Regions from separate parts of the Canis lupus genome. Here region 1 is linked to region 2. A link is a contact called in public Hi-C data. All regions are on one chromosome and are shown on one strand. The core of a region is the stretch at or near the end of the contact, and the rest is flanking DNA. Distances in the headings are between cores, read along the strand shown.

Region 1 (2,757 bases), core at 61-2,560, 43 kb before region 2:
GGATAGATTCCTACATTGGGCTCCCTGCATGGAGCCCGCTTTTCCCTCCGCCTGTGTCTCTCATGAATAAATAAATAAAATCTCTCAAAAAAAAAAAAAAAAAAGAGCAGAGGCTCTAGAGTAGGACTTGCCTGAGCACAAATTCAGACCCCAATATTTACTAGTCGTGTTAACTCTGAGCAAGCTATTTAACCCATCTTCACCTCAGTTTCCTCATCTGTAAAACAAGGACAACAGCCAACAATCTCGTAGCATTGTGTGGCGATTAAATGATTCATCACCACAAAGTGCTTACAACTATGCCTGGCACCTAGCAAGCGTTCAACATGTGCCTGACATTCTGCTAAATAGCTCTGTTTTTCCCAGGGCCTGACAAACAGCAGGGGACTCAATCAATTACTACCGTCCCCACCATAATCACTGGCCAGAACTCAGTGTACAGGGAGAGAGCAGAGACATCTGTAAACAAATACGCACTTACAAGATTCCGAATGTCCCAACAGCCTTTCCAACCCTAAAAGGGCACTGACTTCCACGGCTAGACCTTTATTTCCCTGGTCCGGGACCTCAGCACATCTAAGGCTGTCAACTTACACCCAGCTACGGCCGGTCTGAACCTCGGCCTCCCTGCATCTCCCCGGGATCTCCTCTCACTCAAACAGCACGTCAAGAACACAGTCAAACGTGCATCCAGCTTCTTTCTTTTGGTCCTTACGGTTCAGTGTCACCTACTTTTCGCTCACTCATCTCCCGAGATGGGGTCGCTGTCCCCATTCGACAATAAAACTGCGGCTCGCAAAGGGCGGCAAGTGCGCTAGGCTCAAACAAAGCTCTAGTGTCGGAACCGGGTCTTAACACGGCCCACTGACCCGCGCGGAGAGCTGGAAACAGTGAGCAGGAAAATGCGAGCGGGGCCGGCCCGCTCGGAAGTCCCACACTCCCACCTTCCCCTCCCCGCGCCACTTCGGCCTCTCCGCGACAACCCACAGAGGCCGGACCAGACTCCGGGCGTTACCACACCAGGCTCCAGACTTTGGCACCCCGTCCAGGCCGGGGTGGCGTACCTGAGACCGCCGCCGCCATCTCGCGTCGCCTGAGCGGCGCGGCGCCCCCCGCGTCCATTCCACTCCCTCCGTTGGCCCGCCTCTCCTATTCGAATTTCCCGGTGCCCCGCCCCCTGTTCTGGGTTCCACCAATCACGCCTGCTCGCCGCCGGAAGCCGCTGACGGCAGCTCTCAACCATCCCGCCCTCTAGGGTTCGCCTCTGGGACCTGCAAGAAAAACCTCCCCGGGGCGGAGGACGCATGCGCGCAGGTTGGCCAGCCAGCGGTGGCGGCAGCGGCCGGGCTCCCGCTCGAATTCCCGCGCGGGAGGCAGGGGCGGCGGCGGCAGCGGAAGCAGTCGGAGGAGCTGCTGGGCGAGGCCGGGCACCGGACTCCCCGTACCTTCTGGCTTTCGGGTGTCCCAGAGTAGATTTGCGTAAGTACAGACTTCTCGCCTCGTTTTTCCCCCTCAACCACGGATTTGGGTACGAACCACGCAGGGATCGAAGGCACTCCATCGATTTAGCCCCTAATTTCCCTGAATTGAACACAGCTTAAGCTATTATAGTGGCAGAAGGGATGATTCTATGAAACGGGAAGACGTTGCGAGAAAACGAGTTATTCTAAGCTTCACTTTCTGCAGTTTCTTGCCTTCGCGCCCTTGGGAGTGGGGGTTGGCGAGGTCGTCTTTGTGGATTTCGAGACTTGAACTCAGTGCCAGTCAGCGGTGCTTTACCGTCTGGTCACTCCTGTAGGTCTGGACCGCGCTGCCCGGATTGTAGGCAGTCACGGTGCACTCACCTCCTGCTGAGCCCAAATCCACTATGTGAGGTGCAGGTGACTTACGTGTCCTCTTATGTCAAATCTGAGCCCGGGAGACCAGCTCCGATGTTCCTTACTTGGCAATTCAGAACATATTGGAGTGAACGTTAAAGGCATGTTCAGTCTTTTACCTAGTCAGCCTCACCTACGGTTCCACTCCCCAGTGTCCTGTGGTTCACCTGTTTGTGAATTAGTTACCTTTCCCTTCTGGAAGCCTAACCAGGGATTAATGTCACATCTTTGAGCTCCTGGGGTAGGGCCCTGATTTAGACATTATGTCCATCCTGTTAAAAAACAAAACAGGGATCCCTGGGTGGCGCAGCGGTTTGGCGCCTGCCTTTGGCCCAGGGCGCGATCCTGGAGACCCGGGATCGAATCCCACATCGGGCTCCCGGTGCATGGAGCCTGCTTCTCCCTCTGCCTGTGTCTCTGCGCCTCTCTCTCTCTCTGTGACTATCATAAATAAATAAAAATTAAAAAAAAAAAAGTGTTAGACCCTTTGTTCCTGAGAACAATTTTGCTCTTGAGGTCCTTTTACGTTCTTAAAATGTGAGGCCCCAGGGGCGCCTGGCTGGCTGAGTCCGCAGAGCATTTGACTCTTGATCTTGGAGTTGTAAATTTGAGCCTCATGTTGGGTGTAGAGATTACTTAAATAATTTACAAATCTTAAAAAAAGTTTTTGAGGGGCAGCCTGGGTGGCTCAGCGGTTTAGCGCCACCTTCAGCCCGGGGCATGATATTGGAGACCGGGGATCGAGTCCCACGTCGGGCTCCCTGCCTGGAGCCTGCTTCTCCCTCTGCCTGTGTCTCTGCCTCTCTTTCTGTGTCTCTCATGAATAAGTAAATAAAATCTTTTAAAAAATGGTGAGTTTTATGTTGTGTGAATTATATCT
Region 2 (2,773 bases), core at 10-2,509:
CTGGGGGGTGGGGAGGAGCAGCCATCCTGTGCTACTGAATGGCCAGGAACCTCCCAAGTTCACACCCGGTTAATGCTGGACACAGCTCTTCCTTCCTGCTCAGGAGGGCCTTGGAGCATTCACCCCCTGGATGCAGGAAGGAAGTGGAAGTACCAGCAGGGCATTCCTCTGAGCCAGGCCCTGCGGGTGGAGGAATCAGGCCCTCGCTCTCAACTCTCAACGAGCTCAGCGTCTCCAGTGGCAGGGGCAGGGCTGGGGGAGGGTGACAGAAGACCGGGACAGAACTGATACAAGATAGAGATCAGGGCTCTGGTCCCATCTCTGTCACTCAGGAGCTGGAAAACCATGTTGCTTCTCATTGTCATCATCAGCTGGCAGGACTGGGTCGTGGGGACCCTGCACATGAGGGGCAAACAATCTGCCAGGGAAACACAACAGGCGTACAGTGTTCAGAGCTCAGACGCCCGCATGTCAAGTGATCAGCAGAGGCAAGGCCCTGGCTCTCCAGCTGGCCTCGCCGCCCACACACTTGGAGACTTCAGGAAAGTGATTTTTATGTTGCTAGGACTCACATTCTTTCTCTGCGAGAAAGTTGAAAGTTAACCAAGAGGGGCATCTAGGGGCTCAGTGGTTGAGCATCTGCCTTGAGGGTAATGATCCCAGGGTCCTGGGATGAGTCCCACATCAGGCTCCCCGCAGGGATCCTGCTTCTCCCTCTGCCTGTGTCCCCACCTCTCTCTGTGTCTTTCATGAATAAAATAAAATCTTAAAAAAAAAAAAAAAAAAAAAAAGAGGTTGAACAAGATGCCCTGTGGGGACTTTCTAGCTTGACCTCTTAAAGATGCTGGGAAAGGAAAGAGGGGCGTGCACATGCATGGACGAATGTGATGTTCCTGCCCTAGAGTCCAGCCTGCTGTCCCCAGAGTCATCTTTACACTCTCAGACCCAGACAAGGGGCCACAGGAAAGGGGAACGGATGGCTAGGTGGGTGGATTAACAGTGGCATTAGTTTTACCCTTTTCCTTTCTCTTTGTTTTAAACCTCTGCCTCTCCTTTTTAACACCCTCTGATTACTTTCTCATGCTGAGTCCTTCTTTTAATTCTTCAGGTGCTTAAAATATACTTACTGTGTGGTCTTTTGCTCCATGATTCTGTTGTCTGGAGTTCTGGGGTGCTTACTTTCGTCCATGACAGATGGTTTCCTCTTAAGTTTCTAATTCAGGGCTGTGAACTCAGAGTCAGCAGGGGGACACCATGTGACTAAGTTTGATGGTGTCTTTCTAGAGAGATTCTGGTTTGCTCCTGTCAAGGATGCTTCAAGGGTATTACAAACCCTGAACCATGTTATTTGCTCATTTTATCTGGGCTTCCATGATGGTGTAAACTTGGAACCCAAATCCAAGTGAGGGCAAGCCTTCTGCAATGAATTCTCAGGACTTTTCTATTGCCATCAGATCTCAGGGCGAGGCAGGCAAGGTTCTTTTGTGCTCTCTGAGCCGATGGAAAGATCTTTTTTTCTAGTCTACTCCTTCACTAAGGGTCCCCCTTTAAGGGGTTGAGCTTTATATTAGGGTCTCCGTTTTCAATGGCCCTGCAAGACCTCATCTCCAATCTCTAAGTGAAGGTAAAGCCCAAAGCCCCTGTGTTGCCAAGATCTACGGCCTCAGAGCTCTGGTTTTCAATTTCCTCCTTGTGTGTGGGGATTCCCCTTACTATCTTGAAACCCAGCTGTGCATTTTGAGGGATGTTTACTTGATTTTATGCCTAATCTCTACCTGTTTTATGGTGGGGATGTGCTCTTTAGGTTACACTGTTCACGACATCACAAAACCCAGACTATTTCCTCTATAAACAAGATCAGATCTCTTCCACCTTAAAAAAACCAGCCAACCGACAACCAATTCTCCATCCTTCACCACGCATGACCTCGCACCTCCTTCACTGCCAAACTTCTGGAAAGAGCTGTCTGTCTTAACAGTCTAGGTTTCCTCCTCTCCCCAGCAGCTGAAACCTGCTGTAGGCTTTGGCATGCCTCCAGCACTCCAGAAGAAACTGCTTTCTTTTTTTTCTTTCTTTCTTTTTTTTTTTTTTAGAAACTGCTTTCACCAAAATCATGACCTGCATATTTTACTTAAAGGATACCTCTGTAGGCTACATTTTTTTTCTCTTTTTTTCTTAAGATTTTTAATTTATTTATTCATGAGAGACACAGAGAAAGAGAGGCAGACATAGGCAGAGGGAGAAGTGGGCTCCCCGCGGGAGCCAGATGTGGGACTCGATCCCAGAACTCCAGGTCATGACCTGAGCCAAAGGCAGATGCTCAACTGCTGAGCCACCCAGGTATCCCTTGATTCTTTTCTTGACATGTTCTCTTCGCTTAGCTTCTGTGATTCCACACACACCTGATATCCCTTCCCTCCCTCTGGCCATCCTCTCTGACTTCTTTCTTGTCTGCCTTCTTCAGCAGTCCATCCTGGACAGCTTTTGTTCTTGCCTGCCACGCTTCTCCTGAGCAATCTCACTCATGCCCATGGCCTCACCTGCTGTCCCGTACCTGAAAATCCCCAAGTTTCCACCACCAACGGTGGCAGATATGATTCTCTTATTTATATGCTCTGCCATTATTCCAAAGTAATAGTAACAATGGGAAAGAAACAAATTAACTAACTAGAAGATTATCTCAGAATCACTCCACAGCTGTCCTTGGGTACAGAGACAACATTTGTCCCCAGGATAAAACCAGGAAAAAAGAAAATACAGGGGTCATGAATTT

Evidence for each region. Hi-C and Micro-C count contacts between places; a contact is called where the count stands out from the background.
Region 1: a Hi-C map of blood shows a contact between it and region 2, with 2.1 times the contacts expected there. The contact joins the promoter of C6H16orf54 here to the enhancer-like site in region 2. A contact is called at or near these places in 2 of 9 Hi-C or Micro-C datasets (both in blood).

What each region holds. Positions count from the first base shown.
Region 1 is chr6:18,016,067-18,018,823 of UU_Cfam_GSD_1.0, reverse strand. It overlaps C6H16orf54 (transmembrane protein C16orf54 homolog), which reads left to right and starts at 1,310. Exons shown (of 2, transcript XM_038539838.1): 1 at 1,310-1,479. KIF22 (kinesin-like protein KIF22) reads right to left here and starts at 1,165. Exons shown (of 14, transcript XM_038539841.1): 1 at 1,065-1,165. The coding sequence starts at 1,122.
Region 2 is chr6:17,973,422-17,976,194 of UU_Cfam_GSD_1.0, reverse strand. No RefSeq gene overlaps it. Among named protein-coding and RNA genes, the nearest start is that of ZG16, 30 kb to the left of the region's middle. Within about 2 kb of position 1,259, at least 6 of the 20 cell types and tissues checked have an H3K27ac peak or open chromatin away from gene starts, as enhancers often do. A contact at or near this core is called in blood, where this site is marked.